Regions from separate parts of the Mus musculus genome. Here regions 2, 3, 4, 5, 6 and 7 are each linked to region 1. A link is a contact called in public promoter capture Hi-C data. All regions are on one chromosome and are shown on one strand. The core of a region is the stretch at or near the end of the contact, and the rest is flanking DNA. Distances in the headings are between cores, read along the strand shown. Region 1 holds the start of Ythdf1 (YTH N6-methyladenosine RNA binding protein 1). Region 2 holds the start of Slco4a1 (solute carrier organic anion transporter family, member 4a1). Region 3 holds the start of Mrgbp (MRG/MORF4L binding protein). Region 4 holds the start of Srms (src-related kinase lacking C-terminal regulatory tyrosine and N-terminal myristylation sites). Region 5 holds the start of Lime1 (Lck interacting transmembrane adaptor 1). Region 6 holds the start of Helz2 (helicase with zinc finger 2, transcriptional coactivator). Region 7 holds the start of Gmeb2 (glucocorticoid modulatory element binding protein 2).

Region 1 (3,402 bases), core at 193-2,692:
CACCCCCCGCCCCAAGGTGGGACCGAACCCAGGGTTTCCCTATTCCAATCCAATACTCTACTCCAGGCAAATAGCGGACACATGCTTTAAGAGCCTAGTTATGCAGAGATCTGAGGGCAGGATGCTCAGCTGGAAAGGGCTGTAACCTAAGCTTACTATCATCTGATTCTCCACTTACTTTCCACTGTTACAGTGCACAGCCAGGAAAGGAAAGGAAAGGAATGGTAAATAAAGTGTTGGGCCTTTTCCAATCTTAAAACACGATGAGCCATATTTGGTTACACCCAAGTAACAACAACATGCACTGGTTAAAAACAGTCTTCCCAGGATTTAGTGTCACTCTGGAGTTCTCATAAGAGTTTTGGAAGTTTATTACAAGCCAGAATATCACAGGAGATAACAATAAACTTACAATGACTATAGCTAAGGATGGAGGGCAGGGCCTCCGGATCCACAGCTAGCTGGCTGACTCTCCTCCAGAGCCATCCACTACCTAGCAACAGAGGACCAGTCAGTCACTCAGACCTCTGCGAGGCCGTCTGATCACCATTTCTTTCCCCACCAGGTAACTGTTCTGGCAGGGTCAAGGGGGAAATTGCAAAATATTATCTGAACTACTCCGGGTACGCCTTTATTTTTCTAGTTCCCCTCCAATCTGTCAAGTACCCCGGAAATAGAAACTTTCATCTCCTCCAAGCTTACGGGAGGAAACTAAGTTTCAGATCCCAGGCTGGCTTGGTGGACTTTCTCTGTCCACACGGACTGGCGCTGCCCCGTTCTCCTCTCAAGTCCGGACAACTTCCCGGAACTCTCCTCACCTTTATTATCTTGTCCTTTTGTTCTCTGCATCGCCGCAGGCCAGGATATGCGGGTGGACACCACCCAGCCCGGGAAAGGAAACACAAAGTTACTATCCGAAAAGAACGCTACCCGGAGGGCGACCCGACCCCGACCGGGCCTCCAGATCTCCCACACTTTGATCACAGCCAAGCCCAGCGACCCCGCCATTGGACCCCAGAACCGTGGCCCGGCCTGGTATTCAGATCTTCGACCCGGCCTCCCTGTTCCCAGTCCGGACCCCGCACCCTAACCCCAGCTCAGCCTCCAGGTCCCCGGCGCGGCCCAGACCGCAACCTGTCTTGCCCTGTCCACGGCCTGCTCTCGTGACCGTGGTCCCGAGACGCCCCTACCTGGGGGTCCACGCTGGTGGCCGACATGCTTCATGAACAGCGCGGCGCGGGACCCGGGCGCCGCCGGCTCGGGCCTCCCACGAGGCCGGGCCTGTCACGCCGCGCGCGGCCCCGTGCCCCGCCGCCAACTCCGCGGGTGCGGCCGGGCGCGGCGGCAGCTGTAGGCACGCGGGCCGGAACAGCGGGAAGCAGCGGAAGGTAGCGGACAGGCTGAGGGGGCGCCGACTCCAATGGCGGCCGCGGCGGCTGGGACGAAGCTACGCGACGTCAGCGCGCGGGGCAGGCCGGGAGCGCCGTCGAGTCGCCACCATTGCGCCTGCGCACCGTCGCTCCTCGCCCAGGATTTCGCGCTTGGGACTCAGTCTCGCGCTGGAGGGGCGGGACCGGACCGGATGGGGCGGGGCGACTCGAGAGTCACGTGGGGCTCCTGGGGCGGCGCCTATTGGGGAGACGGTGTGAGGTTGTAGTTTAGCTACACCTGTCCCAGAGTTTTGTGGCTGCTGGGCTGGCCTCCTAGCCTGCCCCGTGACAATATGAACCTGACAGGAGTGTGCCAGAATAACCAGTATTCGCGTTAGATTCTGTACCTGATTCCATCACCCAGGGTAAAAACAAGAGGACTTTGAGGAAAGCTAGACGGCCCCCTTTGGGTTCCACGTGGGGAAAGTTCATCCGTCAAAGAGTCTCCAACAAAGAACTCACCCCATTAGCCATTTAGCCATTCACTTTCAGGCAAGCTCTTTGCTCAGTGAACCTGCTACCACACACAGACTCCTCCTCCCTGTTCCCGTCGTTAAAAAAAGTTTTATTTGAGGTTTAGAGCAATGGCTCAGTGCTCAAGACTACTTGCTGTTCTTACAAAGGACCTGGGGCTAGTTCCAACACCCACATGATGGCTTACAATTCTCCAGTCTCAGGGGTTCCAGAACTCTTTTTCTGGCATTGAATGCACGTGATGCATATATAGACAAGCAGGCACACACACACACACATAAAATAAAACAAATCTTTTGAATGTAATTTTAAAAAGATTTATTAATTTTAATCTTATGTGTATGAGTGTTTTGCCTGCATGTATGTCTATGCACTGCATGTGTGCCTGGTGCTCAAGGAGGCCAGAGGAGGGTGTCAGATACCCCAGAACTGGAGTTATAGATGGTTCAGACCCCAAAGTGGATGCTGAGAATTGAACCTAGATTCTCTAAAAGAGCAGTAAATGCTCTTATACCTTGACCCTGAGCCATCTCTCCAGCCCCTTTAAAATAAATGTTATTTGTATGAGTGTTTTGCTTGCATGTATATATGTGCACTATAGGTGCACTTGGTGAATGTGAAGGGTCAGAAAAGGTGTCTGATAGCCTGGAACTGGAATAACAGGCAAATTTGTGACCTATCATGTGATTGCAAGAACATTGCTAGGGACCAAACCCCAGATGCATCCACACATCCCTTCTGGGGCATGTTTGGTCCCTGGATTTGTTGTAGTAAATGTCCTAGCTTCTGATGCACATCATCAATAGGAGGACACCAGAGCGAGGCACATGCAGGTGGATCACTGGGTTGAAGGGCACAGCTGTCAGCCATTTTGTAGATGTTAGATGTCCTCCAGGGAAGCTGGGTTGAAGTTTCTGTTGAAGAGCTGATGGATGGAGCCCAGAGGCTATAAGCTCTGTATTCAAGTAACACCTGGCTGGAACAAGCCTTTGCTGTGTGCTGGGCTTGGTTCACTCAACAGCTGGCCCTATGAAGGCCAGCCGTGAGGACACCTATCCATGCTGACAGACACAGATGCTCAAATGAGACAGCCCCTTCTCTATGAATGCCCTCTTGAGAATGAACAACCTCCCTGCAGCAGACCTCCTTCTGGATACCCTGCCCTTCCATACTTTCTGGGTGTCTAGTTTTCTTCCAGGAAACCAGCTTGTGATCTCAGGGCTCCTGCTCTTCTCTGCCCCTCAACAGCAACCTTGAGTAGCTCCCGTGAGTTACAATGCCTCTTTAAGCCTTTATTAGTCACTCATCCCAAATCATTAGTTGAGTACCTACACCTTGCCTGGGAAATATAGAATGGGGTACCAGTGGTCTCTACCCTGCTAGCTTCCTGGAGTGGGATGCTATACGGTTCTAAAACGTAATGATTTAGCCTCACTGTATAGATGTTCACAGGCCAGGTGCTGTCCTTCAACACAGATACAAAAAGGACAATTTAACC
Region 2 (3,135 bases), core at 130-2,629, 460 kb before region 1:
TAGGTTCCGGCCACACCCACTCCGGGAAGACATGCTGATAAATAACAAGTCAGGCTGGAAGAACTAAGCTCAGCAGCCAGTCTCTTCTCTAGACATAAAGGAAGAGCCCTGCCTTAGCTCCCGAGGCTGCATGGAGGGTCTGTCCCCAGGCACCCTGTGACTAGTGATGTCCTCATGAGCTGACAGCAGGGTCCACACTAACTTTACTTTTGTGTAGCCCAAGCTGATCACAGACTCTGATTCCTTCTGCCTTTACTTCCCCTGTCCAGATTATAAACTCTGGATGCCTTGGAGAGTTGGGGAAGGTTATTTTGTTTCTATTGTTTTGCTTTGGTTGTTGTTCTTGGTTTTGTTTTGTTTTATTTTTATTTTTAAATCCAGACAGGATTTTATTAGGTAGCCCAGTGTGGCTCTCCCACTAAAGATTCTCCTGCATCAGCCCCATGTATGTATAGGATTATCGGTGAACATCGCCACACCTGGCTCACATGTATTTTCAATTAAATGTAATACACCCCAAAGGGAGACATATATGGAGAGTTTCTGCCATCGGCTGTTGATTGTCAGTGGTATGATGTTAATGGCTAGTGGCTGTCGGCTGTTACTTGGCTAAATTCAGACCAGCTACTGTTTTCCATTTCCTTCAGTGATGTGTTGGAATCATAAAATTAAAAAAAAAAAGAAAAATAAAAAATAAAAAAGGTTGTTTGCTTGATTTTCTGAGACTGGGTTTCTTTTGTAGCCCAGGCTGGCCTAGAACTATGAAAGTGGGACCCTTCTTCTGCCCCAGCCTTCCGAATACCCACAGGCTTACAAGCAGTAGCCATCACACTCGTATGGCTAATTATCTTAGTTTTACAGATGCGAAAACTGGCCCAGAGGGGTTCAGAAATATGTTCAAGGTCGCACAGCAGAGAACGCCTCAATTTGAAGGTGACTGGTATATTCTCTCTCCATCTCAGGTCAAGAGTACCCGGAACTGGAACCCTGTGGGCTCCTCCGGTGAGGGTGTGGTTTGGCCCAGCGCCCCGTTGCACTGAACTCACTGGTTGACCTGAGCAGAGAGTGGAGAGATCCCTTTGCCGGGCTGGAGCTGTACCCCACGCCTGAGGGGATCGCTACTCGCGCCCTCCAACGCCTCGGTTCCACGCTTGAGCAGGTGGCATCTACGACGCAGTGAGACTTGAGCCATATTTTCCTAGCCTGCAACCTCCAGAGTGTCCCCCAACAGAAAGAAATCACCGCGTGCAAAGCACTAGCTAAGTCCCGCTCTCTGTGCTGTCCCTGACCCGCCCAAGTTCCGCCCCTCCGCTCGGCCCCGCCCCGGCGCGCCCTCGCTACTGTCACCTCTGGCCCCGGCCCGCCCGAGCCTCGCTGCCATTGGTGGCGGTGGTGAGGCCACTACCCCCATCCCTGCGGGAGCGGCTTGGGCGATGAATGAAGCGGGAGTGGGCTGCGCGCGTAGTCCAGAGCGCAGGGCGCAGCGCGGCAGCCGGGTTCGTGGGAAGGTGAGTGCTCTGGGATCTGGACTGCTTTGAGGTCTCGGACCAGGATGGGGACAGGGTCTGGCTCCGTACTAGATGCCTCCTAGGTATGCCAGACTCCGACCTGCTGACGTCAGGAGCGCGGCAGGTGTTTGCGGAGGCTGGACTAAAGCGCGGCGGAGCCCCGGGTGCGTTGTCTGAAGACACATCCCGGGGAACCAATGCGGGGACAGAGTGGGCTCAAGGGAGCCGGATGCAGAATTCACCCCTTCTCACTGCACATGAGGGAAGCTGCAAGTCTGCAGTGGGGTGGGGGAAGGCAGAGCCGCTGCGCTAGAGCGAGAGGGAAGATGGGAGTGGACTTGGGGCGCAGGAAAGCGTGAGGGGGGGGGGGGGACCGCTAGAGCTGTCGGCCCAGGTTAAAGGTTTGCTAGTATACGCAGGTGCGAGCCTCTGCGGGTCTGTTCAGCGACAGATCCAGTGGCTGTGGTGGTTGTTGCTAAGACCGAGGGAAACGTGGAGCACGGAAGTTGCTCACTAGTGGCGGGCTTTGTCCCTACGAGGAGCGCGGATGCCCGGGTCCCTGAGGCCCGGTACCTTCACGCAGCTCTCCGATGCCCCCGGACGCGTGTGTACGCCAACGAGAGTTCGGGTCGCTTTGCTGCCTGATTGGCACGCTTAGCTCCAAACCCGGGAACTCAAGGCAGGGTACCTCCTTCACAGGAGAGGTGAGCATCTGTAGGAAAAATGAGATAGAGACACATAGTCGCACCTTATAGCTTGGGGCCCCAGGCGCAGTGGCTTGAGTTTAGCGTGATGAGGATTGCTGGCCTCCCCCAGACATGGCCTTGGGGTGTTTCTGTCCCAAGGTGTTGAAACTGCCCATTTGTGATGGAACTATCCCAACTTCAGGGCAGTGTTTTTTGTTTGTTTGTTTGTTTTGTTTTGTTTTGTTTTGTAGTTTAGTAAACCAAGGTAGCTGTCTAGTCAGCTGTTGTTAAAGCAGCTTGGGGCAGGTGGACGGCAGGGAAGAGAACACCTGGTGTTTAGCCGAATTATTTATAAATCTTAGCTGTGGTAATGGGGACAGCAGGCGCTGTTTGCTGAGCCTGGCATTTGCTGGCTTGGAGAGGGCTTTGGATAAGAGCAGTCCCAGGCAGCATTTTAAAGTCCCCTTGCACAGAGGAGCAGCCTGGGGCACCGGGATGTTTGGCTTGCCTAGAAATGACACAGGGGAGACCGGAGGTTTGTATCATTTGCCAGCCATTCTCTCTTCAAGAAGAGAGGAAAGCCAGGTCAGAGAACCAGCAGTTACCAGGACAGGACTATGCTGGTGGCCAAAGGTACCTACCTGTTGGCTGTGATGAGGTGCAAGACTTGCCTTGCCTGCCCACTAGGAAAGACCAACAGGTACTACCTGGATAAATTCTTCCTGGATGATCTAATTGTAGCTCATTGGGTGTGGTCCCCAAAGCAGATGCTGGACAAGCCCCAACCAGAACCTTCCCCAATACTGCAGAGGGGCCAGGCAGGCAAGACGGAGGCTTGTGACTGGGTGAAGAGAGGGGCAGGGCCTGGGCCAGGACCAGCAGCATAAAGACTTGTAAATGGGCCCAGCAGGAGAGCTACCGAGTAACTGTTTTGCAGCAGT
Region 3 (3,268 bases), core at 289-2,788, 340 kb before region 1:
CAATCCCCAGGATATATACCAGCAGATATCTGCTACCCTAGCACTTAGGAGGTAGAGGAATGGGGACTGAAGTTCAAGGTAATCTTTGGCCACAGAATGAGTTTGAGGCCAACCTGGGATACATAAGACCTTGAATAAGAAATAACAGTTGGTTGAGACCTAGACATGGTCTGGGGAATAGTTCACACTGGTCAAAGTAAACTAGACTGGTGTATAAACTATTAGGCTTGTATATTCATTAAATGAAGGAGAGCATTTCTATGGCCTTTATTTCTCACCTGAGCCCAGTCTGAACCCTTCACACTAGGATCAAGAATCCCAGCACTTGTATCTATCTTGTATAAAAGACTTAAGCAGCAGGAGTCGCAACAAATGAGAAAGGACTTGACCAGTTGGCTAGTAGATATATATCATTGTCTACTTTGTATCTGGGAAGTAAGGAGTCTTGCTACAAAGCTGATTATATCCTGGCCACCTGGAACCACCTGAAGACCTCACGGAGAAGACAAATCTGGGCAAACTTCACCAGCCATTTCTACAGAAAGTTGGTGGTGTGCCACACAGACACCTGCTCCAGACCAAAGAAATCCTTCTATCAGGTTTGAAGGAACCTCTCAGCTCCCAACAGGTGTGAATTCACTTTGAAGCTACGGGATCACACACATGATCATGGGCTAATGGTTTCTCTACAGCTCCTTGTTAGAGAGTGATAATCACAGGAGCGCTACAAAACGAACAAGCACAGCTTCCTCTTAATTCATGCTTTTGGACTAGAGAGCCTACATGTTCATGAAAATAAGAAGTTAGCGTGGGATAGTAGGCGGGGTCTTAGCTGCTGACCTTGATGCTCAGCTACTTCCTACTACCTAACAGAGAGTTCTGCAGAGACCTGCTGTGGCTTCGTGGAGAGAAAGAATGAAGTCATCCTTCTCTCCTAAACCATCCAACCTGTCTATAGGCATCAAGTCTATATTGCCAGTCACGCGTTCTGAAGTAACAGACGGATGTTTGCAAATGTCATGGCTGGTAGGATGTGGTCTGAGTACAGAGATCGCACAAACCAGAGAGGACCAGCTAGGATAGATGAGGTTGAGGGTTACATAGGGAAGCTCCCTGAAGAAGGACGCACTCCAAATTGAAGGAGTATCCTACCTGGTAGGGGTGAGACTAAGGTGGACCGGAACCAGAAGCAGTCAGCAGCAGAGTCTACCATGCCTTAGATATTCAGAGAATAACCAGGATATTATCAATCAGCTCCTGGGCACTTAATATGTGGCAGCTCTTAGGTTGGGAACTTGCTTTATGACATGTCCCAGATGGTAGATTATGCTTCACCCAGCCGTACAGTAACTAAGCCAAGTTCTGCATGCCAACCAAGCAGAGGCAAGGGCACCGCCCCTGTGAGATCATAACTCCCAGCTGCATCATATCCACATGATAGCAGTGACCCCACACCCCCTTATGAAGCTTTATTGGGCCACACCTCCCCTGTGGCATTGTGGGAACTTTTCCACCAGCTACGCTTTCACAGTGGGAAAGCTGAAGCCTGGCCACAGACTGCTGTCTGGCTCTGAGCTCTGAGCTGTCCCAGACAATGAGACAGGTCAGAGCCAGCACCCTCCATGGTTCCCTGCTGTGAGCATTGTCTGGTTACAGGCCTGAATGAGGGGCAAGTGGAGTGTCAGGACTGGATTCAAGGCTTGTGGCAGCCAGCAAGTGATCCTTATCAAGACCCAAGAGTTCAGAGCTACAGTGGCCCCATAGCACAAAGGAGAACAAAGGTTCTCAACATCTTAGTCTGAGAGGCATCAGTCAGAAAAGGGATTCTGATGCCTGGCAATGGCTGAGGAATGGGTAAGTAATGAAACCTGGATGGGTGGCAGGGTAGGACCCATGGCACAGCTGACTGGGGTGACTCAGGCCCAGAAGCAACCATGTTCTTAAGGCTGCTGTGCCCAGCCCTTGGCCCTATCCAATCCCATGTAGAGCTACTAACACCTGCCTGAAATTCTGACAGTCTGAGTTAATCATCCAACCACTTCTGGAGTGGATCCACTGTAGGGACAGAATGGAGGTACAGGTAGGTAGCAAGGCCGACAGGACCTGGATTTCTGTCTTCTGATGCCAAGGAAGCACTTAATTCTGGGACTGTCGTGCACTCAGGTCAGGGCTACTGAAAGATATACAGAGCTTCACTCCTACAAAATGTGATTGTTGGGCTTTAAATTTTTAAATTATTTATGGTGTGTGTGTGCAAGTGTGCATATACCATGGAATACATATAGAGGTTAGAATACAACTTTTTTTTTTTTTTTTACTTATTTTATTTATATGACTATGCTGTAGCTATCTTCAGACACACCAGAAGAGGGCATCAGAACCCATTACAGATGATTGTGAGCCACCATGTGGTTGCTGGGAATTGAACTCAGGACTTCTGGTAGAGCAGTCAGTGCTCTTAACCGCTGAGCCATGTCTCCAGCTCTAGAGTACAACTCCTAAGAATTGCTCCTCTCCTGCCAGCTCTAGGATCCAGGGGTGGAGTTCCAGTTATGGGCTGTGCACAAGGATCTCTATTAGATGGGCCATCTCACTAGCCCATGGGATGTTGTTGTTGTTATTGTTGTTGCTGCTGTTGTTGTTTAAACTATTTTTCTTAAACAGTTTTAGTGAGATGTAATTTACATATTGTACAATTTATCTCTGGCAAGGAGAGACACACCTTCACTTCTAGCTGAGTTCTTTTCCAAATTACCTAACCAGGTGAAGCCCAGATTTTTGGGCCGTGTGTGTCATGCTATGCAGACTTGGCTGACTCAGAACTCCTGCCTCTCTCTCCCGAGAGCTAGAATTACAGGAGTGTGTCACCACGCCCATCTGGTGCATTTTTAAAGCATAAGGTTTGTTCCCTCGCCTTCTCCGGACAGAGCCGTAGGCAGTAAAAGGTTCAACCACCAGGAGTCGCTGCTGCACCGGAAGCCAGTCTTCGCTGCGCCTGCGCGGACGCGGGCACGCGGCGTTCTCCAGCCCGGCGAGTGCGCGCCCTCCACACCAAGTGCGCCTGCGCGGAGCCTGTAGTATTTTCCCCCTTCTCGCGCCGGGCGCTCGTCAATCGCCGGCGGCCATGGGGGAGGCCGAGGTGGGCGGCACGGGCGCCCCAGGCGACAAGGGCCCAGGCGAGGCAGCCCCGAGCCCTGCTGAGGAGACGGTGGTGTGGAGCCCTGAGGTGGAAGTGTGCCTCTTCCACGCCATGCTGGGCCACAAGCCT
Region 4 (3,135 bases), core at 100-2,599, 290 kb after region 1:
CCCCATACCCACTCAGCAAAGCAAATCAGGGCTATATCTGCCTTACACTTAAACCCATTTGAGGTGTTTGGGTGAATATAAATAGATAAAGAGGAGCATGTGAATACTTGGCTCTGATCTGGTTTGCAGCATCTACAAGTACTGGGGACCCAGAGCCACCTGGAGGCTCAGGTGTGTGCCCCCTCCCCCTCCAGCTTCCCAAACAGTGCAAGGCTGTATCACCTGGCAGGGCATCTCAGTCCTCAACTCCTGGTCTGGAAGCAAGGTAAACCACTCACTGCAACCTCCGTATGGCGGCAGGGTCCTGCAGTGACTATGGGGAGTAATTGTTCTAGCCAACAACTGGTTCCCAGGACTTGCTCACTCCTGGGTGTGAGCAGGTCCTGTGCAACTCTTCCTTTTGTACTGCCCGGGCACACCTGTCTGCTCAGCCCGGTACCAGCAGGCACTCAATAAGCCCTCACTGACTGTAAGCAGGTATTGCCTACTCTCAAAACTCCGATTTACTCATTGGGCTTGGCAGCCCTACCTCCCAAGCCCAGGTACTTACGGTTGGTCTGAGGGCGGCTCCGGGGTAGCCTTGGCAAGGTAGGTGACAGGAACTAGTCCGGTGCTGGGTGGACCAGAGAGCCTTTGGGCAAAGATGTAGTCCCCCTCCTCCTTGAGGGCGTAGAGTCTGTCCCCACGGCTGACGCTCAGTTCCTCTGCACATCGAGCAGTGAAGTCGTAGAGCGCGCGGAAGAGTCGGGCGCGTGGGGCTGGGAAGCTACAAGGTTCAACGGCAGCGGCTTGCTCCGGCACTGGGTTGTCGTCGTGTCCCTGGATCCTGGGGATGTCTTCCTCCGATTCATCCGCTGGCCATATCTTATCCCAGAAAAAGGACAAGAAAGTGAGCCGCTTCCTGAGGAAGGGCTCCATGCCTAGGGGGCCTGGTTGCGGACGAAAGCGCATGGAGCCGACCTCGGGTCAGTACTCTGGGACCTCCGTGCTGCCGCTGAAGAAGCTGAGCACTACAACCATGCACCAGGATCCCAGGGTGCAAGAGAGAAACCGGAAAGGCTGGTGGGACAGCCAGGCTTACCCCGGGCTTTCTGCCCACGTCCCTATTTGGTACAGAATGGGAAGCGACAGGTGACACGGACCCTAACCCTAACCCCGGAGGTCACTACAGAGTGCTCCTTAATCAGGCATACAACAGTCAGTTTCCCGGATGGTGTATCAATGCGTGGGGCGGACGGTGACCTCCGTCCCAGGACCACACGGGCTGCTCCTCCTAGTCTACATACTCTTCTACAGCTGTGCGGTCTGGTGAGCTGGATCTCTGCTGGGGTTAAAAGCCGCTGGGCTTGAGATTCGTGTCCCAGTAGGCTACTAGGGTGAGAGAGAGTTGGGCGGAGTCTGCGGGAAGGGCGGTGTAGGGGGGAGGGCCTTCTGGAACAAGCTACCCTTTTCATCCCCACTAACAGACGCAGGTTGCAGGGACCTGCTTTGCCGGGCTAGCTGGGCACGTGCAACTAGCAGCCGCCTTGGGAGAGGGGTCAACAAAGGGAGCAGTTCATCGCCAGAGGTCATATTTCTGTGAAACACTGACTTTTTAAATGGTGGCTCTTTAACATAACACAACACCATCTCCCACCCGCTTTCAGGGCCAGATGCAAGTAGCTATGTGCAGCCTGTCCAACTCAGCGGAGGCCTCTGGAGCAAACGCTCAGCGCCCAGTAAACTCTTGCTATCCTGATTCCTGTGTTGTAAAATGAGATGCTGGTAGTAATCTCTAGGGGAATCACTGAAGGTCCAGGTACATAGGTAATCATGGGGTACGATTTCTGAACCAGGAGATGCTTAATACCACTGCAGGGAAACTGAGACATCTAAGACCTCAGCGTGGGTATATGACTGGGGATCAGCATGCAAAGGAAGGGCAGTGGGCGAGCCTCAGATAGCCTCTTACCCAGTCCAGGATTCTTATTCTGTGCAATGAAGCAAGCTGCCTGCCACCCAATTTTTCACTGTCAGGTAAGGGAGACCAGGTTCAAGCCAGCTCAGTTCTTGGGAATGTTTGAATCTGAGGTGGGACCTCACTTGCAGGCTTTCTGCCCATTTGCTGTCTTTCCTTTCCCAAGCACAGCACCTTAAGCACCTGAGTGGATACTACTAAGCTTCCATATGTATTTGCTACAGACCCTTCATGTACTGTTTATACTTCAAACATATCAAACAGGTATGATTCCTATTCCTTCTCCATCTACAGATGCTTCAGAGAAGCATCTGGGGCGTTTGTAAGTTCTGGTGTACCAGAGATACCTAGAACTCATTGGCTTCGTCCTCCCAACATCCCAAATGGCTGAATCCCAGACCCTGGCTTGAGCAGCCAGGAAGGGACAAGGAGCCCTAAGGTACAAGGTCCATGTCACAGGCATGTTGGAAGTGGGTGTGTAGAAAAGGTAATTATAAATATAAAATTAGAGAAGTAATGGAAGGAACCCCGAATCTCACACCGACCAGCCTTGTGGAGAATTTGTCTATACTTCCCTTGACAGGTATAAATGGAGATTTTTATCCCCAAGTCCTCATTATTAACAGTGTAGTTCCCTGGTGAGAAATTATTCTTCAGCTATCTACAGCCAAACGTTAGACAGGGGGAAGGATTAAAGTCCCAGAAGTAGATGGGAGCCCCACAGGAAGACAAACAGAGCCAACAAACATGGACCCCTGGAAGCTCTCAGCATCTGAGCCACCAACCACAGAGTATACATGGGCTGGAACAAGGACCCCTGGCATATATGTAGCAGACAGGCAGCTCAGTCTTCATGGATACCCTGTCTGGCCTCAGTGGGAGACGATACACCTGACATGGCAGAGTCTCAATATGCTAGGATTGAGGGATACCTGGTGGAGGGGAGGAGGTCCCACCTTCTCAGAAGAGAAGGAGCAGGGGGATCGGGGAGGGACTCGGTGAGGGAGGGACCAGAGTGGGAGCAGCGTTTGGGATGTTAACTAATTTTTTGTTTTGTTTTGTTTTTTGTTTTGTTTTGTTTTGTTTTTCGAGACAGGGTTTCTCTGTGTAGCCCTGGATGGCCTGGAACTCACTCTGTAGACCAGGCTGGCCTTGAACTCAGAAATCCACCTACCTGC
Region 5 (3,126 bases), core at 128-2,627, 460 kb after region 1:
AGATACTGCAGAAGAAGACAAAGCGAGGCCAGGCTGGGTCCAACAGGCCTCCAAAATGCCGGAGGAGTGGTAGTAGACCTGAGGGCCGCCCACCCCCCCGGAATGTGTTTGACTTTTTGAATGAAAAACTGCAAAGCCAGGTTCCTGGGACCCCAGATGCTGGGGTGGATACCCCAGAGAGAAGGAACAAAGACATGTATCACGCCAGCAAGAGCGCCAAGCAGGCTTTGAGCCTGCAGCTCTTCCAGACTGAGGAGAAGATTGAGCGGACCCAACGGGACATCCGGGGCATCCAGGAGGCCCTAACCCGGAACACTGGCCGGTATGTGTGGGATCCAGCTGAGGCAGTATGGGCTCCAGTGGCTATGCCCAGAGGATACCTGCTAAAGGTTACCTGACCTGAGTAGCAGCTGAGTCTGAGGTGGTCTAGATATTAGAGGACAGGCATTGGCTATAGCAGCTGAGGGCTTGGAAGTGGGGAGCCAGGAGGCAATGCTGACCAGCAGGCTCTCCCTAGGCACAATATGACGACAGCCCATCTGCAGGAGAAGCTGGAGGGAGCCCAGCGGCAGCTGGGTCAGCTGCGTGCTCAGGAGGCTGACCTACAGAGGAAACAGCGGAAGGCAGACACTCACAGGAAGATGACAGAGTTCTAGCGGCCCTGCCTGTATTGTGGATAGAGCCCTGGGACCCAGCTCCAAACTGCCTTGGCAGAAAGACAGCTGTCACCCTGATGCCTAAACAGCACCTGGAAGAGGAACCAGCCCCTTCTTAGGATGCCCCTTAATTAGCCTTGTCAGCCTAGAGTGTGAACACTGCTGAGTAGAGGTGGGACATCAGGGCTGATTTTGAACACTTATCTGCCCACCAAGCCCACCTACCAGTGTCTTGGGGTGTCTCCTTAGGACATTAAAGTGATTTCATCACAATTCTCTCAGTGGAGACTCAGCTGGCTTCAGGATTTCTGGGGACACAGGGATCTGTGTAGGTCCTGGGAGTAGACAGGTGGGCAGTGGGAGTACCAAATGAGGCCACTGCCTCTGTCTAGGGTCCAAGAGTCCAAGAGAAAAACATTCTCCCTTTTCCCTTCTCTGACCAAGTGGGTAAGAACCTAAGGTGGCTCTTCAGTCCCAGTACTCACAAGCAGGTAGGGTGTGTGAGATGGAAACACCTTAGGAATACAGTCAGTGAGAAAAGCAGGCAGACCTGGCTTGGGTGGGTTTGGGGTTCATTTCTGGTTTTTGGCTGCCACGATAATCCATCCAGTTCACCTGCTTTGTTCACCTCATTAATGGGTATCTGCCTCATTGGGGTGGAGGGGACTGTGCTGGTCTTTGTGGTAATTGCCTAGTGATAGCATTAGCCATGATGAGGTGTGAGGAGAGCAGAGACTGTGGGAGCAACTGCGCAAGAGCTGTGTGGCTGCTGGGAGGTGCTCTGAGAAACACAGGAAGTGAGGTGAGGCGTCACCAGCAGCCCACAAAGATCTTCCTGGCTGTCCTAGACAGGGCCAAGCAGCAAATCCCCGGTGGCCTCGGTAAGTGCTCCCTCACCCTTTATCCTGGGCCAGCCCCCAAGCCTCTCCATGCTCTGGGGTCTGGGAGGGTTAGTCCCTGCCTGGTTAGGCCATTGATAACTTGGCTGTAGCCAGGTTAGTCAGCTTGGGCCCACTCAGTGAAAGAAGCCTACACTCCAAGCCTGAACAGACAGGCCCTCACCTCAGAAGGCTGTTGTTCACCCCAATTTTACTTACCTTTAACGTCTGGGTGAGACCCTAATCAGCTCTGCAAAGGGTAACTCCAGGGAAGCCCCAGAGCCCCGGGAAGTGTGGAGTAGGGTGGGAGTACGTGGCCCTCATAGCAGCTCCTCCTGTTCATTGACACACACCTCCCCCACCCACCCTTTCTGTAGTGAGTAGTCTAGGAAGATTGCCTGACACAGGGGTCACTCTGTGGGCATTGGTGGCCGGAGGTGAGACCTGTGGTCTGTGGCTCAGAGTCAGAGTGAAGTCAGAGATTCCCCAGGTGATGGGCTTGAGCTCCAGTTATACACCCTTGTTCAGTTGAGGTCATAGCTACCCTGGCCATGCTCCTCTATCTCCATCTCCATTCCTGATAACTAACAGGGATAGGCAGAGCACTTCTTACCAGGAACCCTAGCTAGAGAGGGAAAGGTGGGTCCCCCTAGAGCACGGCAAAAATGCAAGGCTTGGGGGTTTCCGGTGTGCTGAGTCAACCAGGGAGAAGGAACCCACTAGTGGGCAAGATCTGCAAGTAGGCTGCAGCTGTACACTGCTCTCGCAGCCAGCCCCCAGTGCTCATCTCTTCTGTCCCCAGGGCTCTCTTCCCTGTTTCACAGGATGAGGCCACCAGTGCCTTCAGCCCCACTAGCTCTCTGGGTCCTGGGCTGCTTCTCCCTGCTCCTTTGGCTATGGGCACTGTGCACAGCCTGCCACAGGTATGTGCCTGGGATTCTGTCTGCCCTCACCCTGCATGGTTCAGAGCCAGAAGTCACGATAGAGAAGTCCATATGACGGCTCTATATGTGCTTCCACACTGAGCCTGGGCCAGCATCTGACTACCTGTGCACCTTCCTCTGCCTACTAGACTAACAACACTCTTGCCCCCAGGAAGAGAGCTCAGAGGCAGCAAACTGGGCTGCAGGACAGTTTGGTACCAGTGGAAATGGTGAGTGCCAGACTGTCCCAGGGGCCAGGGTGAAGACAGCAGGGAATCAACCAGCCTTCCTTGCTCCCTAGCCACTGCTGAGACAGACCCACCTCTGCTCCCTCAGCAAGTCTGACACCAGACTGCATGAGCTGCACCGAGGCCCACGCTCCAGCATAGGTGAGTTCCTGGGAAACCATAAGTGTAGGGCTGGCTTCAGCCTCCCACCACTAGAGCTGGCCCCTCAGTGACTTCTGCCTTGACTTCATCCCTAGCCCCACGGCCTGCTAGCATGGATCTTCTGCATCCACGCTGGCTAGAGATGTCCAGGGGCAGCACCAGGTCTCAGGTACCCAACTCTGCCTTCCCACCACGGCAGCTGCCCAGGGCCCCTCCTGCTGCTCCTGCAACTGCACCTTCTACTAGCTCTGAGGCCACTTATTCCAATGTGGGGCTGGCT
Region 6 (3,162 bases), core at 150-2,649, 320 kb after region 1:
TTGAGCTCAAATGTCCAGACCAGTGCCTCCTCAGGGCTTCGGGCAAAGGTGCATCTATTCCAGTGACGCCTACAGCCCAACCCTGGCCTATAGTAGTGACAGACTTGATAGCGCATAGGCGTTGGGAAGCTAGGCCTGCGGCCCACCTTACGCCAGATCTTGCTCTCTGCTGCTTGCTTGAAGCGGGCCAGCAAGATCTCCCTGGGGCAGGTGTGCTCTACCTCACGCAGAATGTAGGTACTCTCATTGAGGCACTGGGTGCAGCGGGAGCAGCCCAGGTAAAGGTCTACCTTAGCACAGAGTCCGGCTAAGGATGGCCCGTTGGTGGCGGATGTGCTGGCCGACCTCAGACTGCAACCCACGGATGCCATCTCGGACAAAGGCCAGGTCCTTCAGGATTGTGAGCCAGGCTTCTGGGCAGCTGCTGTACTGAAACCGTCAGCCCTGGAGAGGTGATAGGACAAGAGAAGCAAGTCAGCCCAAGGTCAAGAAGGACCTACACCTCTGTCGGGTGTAGGACAGAGACTTCTGCCCAGTCTTGGCTTGTTGGGGGAACTCTAACTCAACCTTTCCTCCTGAAAGGCCTCTCCAAGTCCTGCCCAAGTGGCTGCTGGAAAAAAAAAAGAGTTGGGAGGCCTCAGAATCCTCCATCTGGTAACTCTGGGGCTCCTGGCCGTCTGAAGAGAGTACCCCCTTTCTTGAGACCTGCTAGTTGACTGCTGGGACTACTATAGCCCACCTGGACTTGGCAACAGGAGCCTCTGAAGGGGAGGACACAGCCTTGTAGAAATTCCGCTCTACCCAGGTTGGATAGCCCTCCTCAGAGCTCCCATAGAGATGCCAGAAGGAGAGGCAATGCCCAGAGCCCAGAGTCTTAGTTAGTACCACCACCCAGCAAGGATGGGCGAGAGAACAGCTAGCTCCCTGAAACACCTAGTCAGGTCATATCTCTCTCTCTCTCTCTCTCTCTCTCTCTCTCTCTCTCTCTCTCTCTCTCTCACTCATACATGCCAAGCAAATAATCTATTACTGACCTATACCCTAGCCCTCTAAACTTTCAAGGCAATCGTTGAGGTACAAAGATTATGTTTTAAATGGAAAGAATGAGCAACAGGCAAAGCCTGCAGTCCCTCCCTGCACTCCTCTGTGGAGTTTTCTAAGTCGTCAGAGCTAGAACCCCATACCCGGCAGCTGGAGAAGCAGGAAGAGGGGTCCATGGAGTTGTCCGATGCTAGGGTCTGTCTGAGGCCACTGATCTTGCCCATTTGCAGGCAAAGGGGTGGTCTTCACACCTCTCTAGGTGGCCCCTCCAGTCCCCAGCCACCACCCCATACTCACCCAGTGCACCAGCATCGACTTAAGAGTAGCGATCAGTTTCGTTTCTGCCCCTGGGGCGACTCAGAACTCTGACGACAGAGCACGGAAATTACCTCACTGCCCCCCCTGCCCCGCCCCTGCCCCGCCCTCAAGTGATAGCCTCCCTCCCAGACCTGGCGGAGCTCCCTGGCCCTAGGAAGATTTCCCCCACTCCCCACCTCCACAGTCCCCTTGAGGTCAACACAGCAGGATTTAACCTGGCCCTTTCCCGGTCCCTCCCCCTACTCATACTTAGACGTCTGTACTCTCTTGTGTGGGAACCGTAAGATGAGCCCCAGGGTAGATGGCTTTAGGATTAAAAAAAAAAAAAAAAAAGCCCCTATTTGGGAGTGGGAGAGCCTTTGCCTATAGAGCCTTGGGAAATTTACTCTGGGTGCTATAGCCAAAGGCTAGGGTCCTTGGGAGCAGGGCCAGACAGGCAAGGAACAGAGAACTCTATGCTGGGGCAGGACCTGTTCCTAAAAGGCACTAGACTTCTTCCTTGAAGCGCTAATAATTTTAGTCAATGCTGTGCCTGGCATGGCCCCCGTGGGGACAGAGTGACATGGTTCCTACCCTTGGAATAGGGTCCTGGTGTGAGCCTCCAGGAGTGTCAAATGGCTGCTGTGGGCATAAGGCAAGTTTGTATAATAATGTACATATTTCACATTCCTTCGAGGAATGTCCTCTCTGTTAACATTAATGACTCCAGGAGAATTAGAAACAGCAGAGTCCAGGAGTCGAGGATGTGGCTATGTCTCTGCAAAATGGTAAACACTGGAACCCTCAGGACAGCCCTTGAGGCTATGGGAAAGAGCTCTAAATACGGGAATTTGAAAATATATAATTTCTTAACTATCCAAAAATATAAGGATGCGATATGAATTATGAGGGGTTTCATGAATTTAAAGGAACAGAGACAGGTACACAATGAGCCAACTTGTCGCAAAGATACAAAAGCATAAGGCATGCAGGTTCCTGAGTTTAAGGTCAGCCTAGGACAGAGCAAGGTTAGACTCAGGCGTGATGGAAACGGTGCATGGTGGAAATAATTTCAGGGCAGGGTCCCAACAAACTAGCATGTCATCTAGGCTTAACTAAGGCAGACAGATCTCTGAATTCTTTTGCAATGTTAAGAGAAAATGTATGTTTGCTGTCTCTGAATCAAAAGGTTGGGGTCACAGGACGCTGATTAATAGGATAATCAAAAGAGCACCTGGAATAAATAAGTGAATTGATATGGAAATTTAAAAACTGGGCTTTTGGTCTGCATGAGATGAGCTAGCAGAATGGAATAGCAGTTCTTTGGAATTTTCTCTAGTGATGGTTAAGCTACCTGGAGATCTCTGGAGAGCAAAAAGAGCTCTTCAAGAGGTTTTTCTTAACAGGATTTCTGACTTGGTCTGAAGATCCAAATTTTATTTTCTTTTTTAATATAGCAGCTTTTCTGGTCTTTCCTCAACACACACACACACACACACACACACACAGAGAGAGAGAGAGAGAGAGAGAGAGAGAGATCCCCTTAGACCTGACTAGGTGTTTTGTTTTCAGGGAGCTAGCTACTGGATATAGCTGCTATCCAGACAGCTTTTAGAATTTTTACTAGCAGAGAGAGCTATCTCAACCAGAGTGTTTTTAGAATACCAAGAAATACTAGAGCAGTGCAGAACTCATGAGTGCAGAGCTCACAAGTGTGCACGAATACACAGGGGGAGGGGGGAGGGGAGGGGGAGGGGGGAGGGGAGGGGGAGGGGGAGGGGGAAGGGGGAAGGGGACGGAGGTAGCGCAGTCTGGAATGCCATC
Region 7 (3,447 bases), core at 551-3,050, 370 kb after region 1:
AGCTCCAAACCTCAACAACTGGAAGCTCTTACTCTTATGAACTTCTGCTAGAAAGCATAATGCTAAGCTTTTCAGATTCCCCTTGTTAATTACCACCTGTAAATATGCCAATCAATGATCTTGGTTCTGGGCGGAACCTGGGTCTCTGGAGGATCCCTAAGGGCCAAAGGAAAGTAAAGGTTGACTTCCAGGCTACTAATCATCAATAACATCCAATCCCTGTACTACCCTGACCCAAAGACCCAAGAAACCAAGAAATATAAGCTGACTAAAACCAAGGATGATCGCATGGAAACCTTCACAAAGAAAAAGAAGCAAGAAGAAACTAGGGGCCATTTTCCAAAATAATCACAAGCTATTAAGAATGAGTCCTACCCAGAGGCAGGTAGATTTCTCATCATCTACAGCCTCATCTACAAAGTGAGTTCCAGGACAGCCAGGGCTATACAGAGAAACCCTGTCTCTAAATAAATAAATAAATAAAGTCCTAGGTTAGTTCCAGGTCAGTCTTAAATATTTTTTCCCCTCTCTCCTTTTGTCATTCTGTATGTCTTGGAACTCATTCTGTAGACCAGGCTGACCTTCAACAACATCTGCATCTGTTTCCCACATGCTCGGATTATGGCCTCAGTCTAGATACTAAGACTGTCTAGGAAGGCAGGGAGGAGGGAAGATGAAATGTAGGGACTAGTAAACCTTACCATAAGGCAGGCCCATTCCATGAGTTGGTCTCCTGGCACAGAAGGGACACCTAAATATCTTTTCAGGTAGGTCACAAAGTGGGTTAATCTATGGCCTAGGTTTGTTTTTCTCAGTCACATACGCACATACACTGACATGTTTGTTCTTGGCACTCTCCATTTTATATCCAAATGGTATGTATGTATGTGTACTCCAGGATGTCTTCCCAGAAAGCTTTCCATATTTCCTATGAAGAAACAAACTAGACAGGTAGTCATATTATCGATTTAATTTTAACTTATTAAGAATGATAATTTGAAACTGTTGGGTTTGAAATGTTTTCAAGACAGAGAACATTGGCTCAGCAGTGAAGTAACCAACTAAATACCTAAAAATGTCACCAATCGTGACTAAAACTGGGCCAACCGATTCGGTTCCCAGCAATAAGATTATCCACTCAAAATAATTCCCTCCAACCACACAGTTCTACAAATGGGTCCCCATCAACGTGGTTCCCATCTGACAGGTCCACCCTGACATGGTTCCACTGATATCAAGTACCTATCCTGATGATCCTGGCCTCTAGATTCAGTTCCAAGCCAGGGGTTCAGCAATACGGGTCCCACCCATGAGTCGTTCCCAATCTTTCCACCCGCCCTCAGGAACCCGACCCATCTGGTGCCCACCGATGGGTCCCAAACACCACCACTCCCGCCTAACCGCTCCCCACTCCTCCAGCCCCTTCCGCCTCGGCTTTCACGGACGACCCGACCCTGCCTCTGGCGAGGCCAAGATGGAGGCCGGAAGCGAGCCGCCTTCGCGAGCCCTCCCGCCAGGCGCCCGCGCCCGCCCGCCAGCCTGACGCCGCCGCGCCTGACGCCGCCGCCGCCCTCGCGCGCCCGCCGCCCCTCCCCCGGCCTCCCCTCCCCCCGCCGTAACGTCCTGACGCTCCGCAGGGACCCCTGACTGGACGGCGGCGCGTGAGCGGCGCGAGAAGCCTCGCCGCGGGGGTGCGCGGGCGCGCCGATGCCGCTTACCTGGGCCCACACGGGCCTGCTCCGGCGCCCGGCTGTGACGGGTGCGGCGGCGGGTGGTGGCGGTGGCGGCCGCAGCCTTCGCTCCTTGTTGGGGATTCGGCGGCGGCGGCGGCGGCGGCGGCGGCTCGGGCGCGCGCTTCCTAGTGACGCAACACCGAGGCCGCGCACGCACGGGCCGGGCGGGCCTGGAGACTTATTTGGCGCCCAGCGCGGAAGCGAACAGTGTGGTGAGATACTGCCCCCGTAGGACTCTTGTGCGCCTGCGCGTGTGGTCTGCGTGCCTGCCCAATTAGGTGTTCTGTGGTTCAGGCCGAGGTTTGTAGTCCTGGCGTTTGGGCTCCACTAGGGAACCGAGTATCCCAGGTGTGTGCTTTGCAACCCAGCCTCGGCCTTGCAGTGACACTGTCCTAAAACTCATGTGCGGACGTTCTTAACCATTTCTGACAGAATCGTGTTTCTTTTTTTTAAAATTGAAGGCATTGCGAATTTGCTTTTTCAAACTACTCAGTGCGGAGCGGTGTTTTCACGAAGTTGACCAACTGACATTGCAGCGGGTAGTCCAACATGATTTAAACTTTTTTTTTTTTAAACGGACTCGCTATGTAGATCAGACTGACTTGGAACTCAAAGAGCCCCGAGTTCTGAGATTAAAGTGTGTATCACCATGCCCGGCCCATTATTTAAAGTTTTAAATGAAATTTAAAAGTTAAGTGTCGGGGTTGGGGATTTAGCTCAGTGGTAGAGCGCTTGCCTGGCAAGCACAAGGCCCTGGGTTTGGACCTCAGCTCTGAAAATAAATAAATAAATAAGACAAAAAGTTAAGTGTCTTAAGTATCTTGGAGCCATAAAAGTCTCATGGAGGGCCTTGGGTGCCCGAAGAATTTCTTTTATTTTTCTAACTTGTAGGGAAGGTCGCGTATTTAAGGTAACCAACATTTATTAAGTTCCTTACAGTTGAAAGCCAAAGACAAGCAGTTCTTGTGTGGTTCAAAGGTAACATCAGGTCCTGTCAAAATGAGACTTGTTTATCTTGGCCCTGGTGGAGCCTGGGCACCCTGTTAGACATTGTAGTCTTGGCAGTAAAACCCTTACCTTCCCCACCACCCCTTGCTTTCAAGCAGCTGAAGACAGCCAATTCTAAGTGCCAAGCCAGCTCTCAGAATGTGATCACTAGAATTAAGGGCTTCAGGATCCCTGCTCTGCCCATCTTAGAATCCTTAGAGTAGAAATGGATGTCTGCTTGGACGGGAACAAGAGTTCACTGTTAACAGGGTGGCAGCTAGAATGGGAAACTAACAAGCAACATTTTCACGTAATTAACACTGTAAATAAGAGACTTGCACTTTCACTCTGAAGGAGATGAGGAAGTCTTTGTCATTGCTGTTTGTTTTGGTTATGTGAGTTTGTCATTGCAAAAATAAATGCTAATGAGATCAAATGGTCTGGCTAGAGAAGAGCTGGTGGCCAGTCTGAGCATTTGTTCAGGGAAGCTGAAGAATGTAGAAGACCACCACCATCGTTGGAGGCATGCATAAGCTCTCCCAGCTTGAGTCTAGCAGATGTAAAAAATCAGCTTCCCCAGCCTGCTCAGAATTACAGATTCTGATTGCCAGTGCCTGAGATTAGTTCTACTGTAGGCAACCCTCATCAGTGCAGAGCCGTATCTGTGGAAGGAATAGGTGGTGTCATCAGCTGGTATTGCTGTGTGCCCGCCACCCCTAAGTGAGTG

The links. Promoter capture Hi-C pulls out the DNA fragments that hold promoters and counts their contacts.
Region 2: a promoter capture Hi-C map of stem cell-derived epiblast-like cells shows a contact between it and region 1, with 4 times the contacts expected there. The contact joins the promoter of Slco4a1 here to the promoter of Ythdf1 in region 1. A contact is called at or near these places in 6 of 39 promoter capture datasets (HPC-7-derived erythroid cells, cranial neural crest, hippocampal neurons and 3 more), 3 of 484 Hi-C or Micro-C datasets (CD4 T cells, double positive thymocytes and embryonic stem cells), 2 of 115 datasets of contacts at active chromatin or transcription factors (embryonic stem cells and microglia) and 2 of 9 other capture datasets (adipose tissue and liver).
Region 3: a contact with region 1 is called in a promoter capture Hi-C map of pre-B cells, with 5 times the contacts expected there. The contact joins the promoter of Mrgbp here to the promoter of Ythdf1 in region 1. A contact is called at or near these places in 24 of 39 promoter capture datasets (the 3T3-L1 cell line, 3T3-L1-derived adipocytes, the C10 cell line and 16 more), 17 of 484 Hi-C or Micro-C datasets (CD4 T cells, CD8 T cells, the G1E-ER4 cell line and 9 more), 7 of 115 datasets of contacts at active chromatin or transcription factors (cardiomyocytes, effector CD8 T cells, extraembryonic endoderm stem cells and 4 more) and 3 of 9 other capture datasets (adipose tissue, embryonic stem cells and liver).
Region 4: a promoter capture Hi-C map of stem cell-derived epiblast-like cells shows a contact between it and region 1, with 2.1 times the contacts expected there. The contact joins the promoter of Srms here to the promoter of Ythdf1 in region 1. A contact is called at or near these places in 5 of 39 promoter capture datasets (the 3T3-L1 cell line, embryonic stem cells, liver and 1 more), 2 of 484 Hi-C or Micro-C datasets (CD4 T cells and nephron progenitors), 2 of 115 datasets of contacts at active chromatin or transcription factors (bone marrow-derived macrophages and regulatory T cells) and 1 of 9 other capture datasets (pancreatic islet).
Region 5: a contact with region 1 is called in a promoter capture Hi-C map of liver, with 3 times the contacts expected there. The contact joins the promoter of Lime1 here to the promoter of Ythdf1 in region 1. A contact is called at or near these places in 4 of 39 promoter capture datasets (hippocampal neurons, liver and stem cell-derived epiblast-like cells), 1 of 115 datasets of contacts at active chromatin or transcription factors (memory CD8 T cells) and 1 of 9 other capture datasets (macrophages).
Region 6: a promoter capture Hi-C map of pre-B cells shows a contact between it and region 1, with 4 times the contacts expected there. The contact joins the promoter of Helz2 here to the promoter of Ythdf1 in region 1. A contact is called at or near these places in 1 of 39 promoter capture datasets (pre-B cells), 1 of 484 Hi-C or Micro-C datasets (neutrophils) and 4 of 115 datasets of contacts at active chromatin or transcription factors (bone marrow-derived dendritic cells, embryonic stem cells, extraembryonic endoderm stem cells and 1 more).
Region 7: a contact with region 1 is called in a promoter capture Hi-C map of pre-B cells, with 3 times the contacts expected there. The contact joins the promoter of Gmeb2 here to the promoter of Ythdf1 in region 1. A contact is called at or near these places in 9 of 39 promoter capture datasets (the 3T3-L1 cell line, 3T3-L1-derived adipocytes, the HPC-7 cell line and 5 more), 10 of 484 Hi-C or Micro-C datasets (CD4 T cells, CD8 T cells, LSK cells and 6 more) and 2 of 9 other capture datasets (adipose tissue and pancreatic islet).

The regions. Positions count from the first base shown.
Region 1 is chr2:180,919,494-180,922,895 of GRCm38.p6, forward strand. It overlaps Ythdf1 (YTH N6-methyladenosine RNA binding protein 1), which reads right to left and starts at 1,443. Exons shown (of 5, transcript NM_173761.3): 1 at 1,191-1,443; 2 at 819-843. The coding sequence starts at 1,217.
Region 2 is chr2:180,454,866-180,458,000 of GRCm38.p6, forward strand. It overlaps Slco4a1 (solute carrier organic anion transporter family, member 4a1), which reads left to right and starts at 1,380. Exons shown (of 12, transcript NM_001355218.1): 1 at 1,380-1,508.
Region 3 is chr2:180,579,684-180,582,951 of GRCm38.p6, forward strand. It overlaps Mrgbp (MRG/MORF4L binding protein), which reads left to right and starts at 1,539. Exons shown (of 6, transcript NM_028479.2): 1 at 1,539-1,854; 2 at 2,928-3,268. The coding sequence starts at 3,125. It overlaps Gm30144 (a long non-coding RNA gene), which reads right to left and starts at 2,185. Exons shown (of 5, transcript XR_001783605.2): 1 at 1,153-2,185.
Region 4 is chr2:181,211,822-181,214,956 of GRCm38.p6, forward strand. It overlaps Srms (src-related kinase lacking C-terminal regulatory tyrosine and N-terminal myristylation sites), which reads right to left and starts at 1,350. Exons shown (of 8, transcript NM_011481.3): 1 at 551-1,350. The coding sequence starts at 951. It also overlaps a transcript of Fndc11 not described here.
Region 5 is chr2:181,379,858-181,382,983 of GRCm38.p6, forward strand. Lime1 (Lck interacting transmembrane adaptor 1) reads left to right here and starts at 1,378. Exons shown (of 5, transcript NM_023684.2): 1 at 1,378-2,457; 2 at 2,630-2,687; 3 at 2,759-2,846; 4 at 2,942-3,126. The coding sequence starts at 2,360. Zgpat (zinc finger, CCCH-type with G patch domain) reads left to right here. Exons shown (of 6, transcript NM_001048148.1): 5 at 1-322; 6 at 518-936. The coding sequence ends at 656. It also overlaps a transcript of Zbtb46 not described here.
Region 6 is chr2:181,240,628-181,243,789 of GRCm38.p6, forward strand. It overlaps Helz2 (helicase with zinc finger 2, transcriptional coactivator), which reads right to left and starts at 1,400. Exons shown (of 19, transcript NM_183162.2): 1 at 1,339-1,400; 2 at 1-444. The coding sequence starts at 371.
Region 7 is chr2:181,286,166-181,289,612 of GRCm38.p6, forward strand. Gmeb2 (glucocorticoid modulatory element binding protein 2) reads right to left here and starts at 1,801. Exons shown (of 10, transcript NM_198169.2): 1 at 1,719-1,801.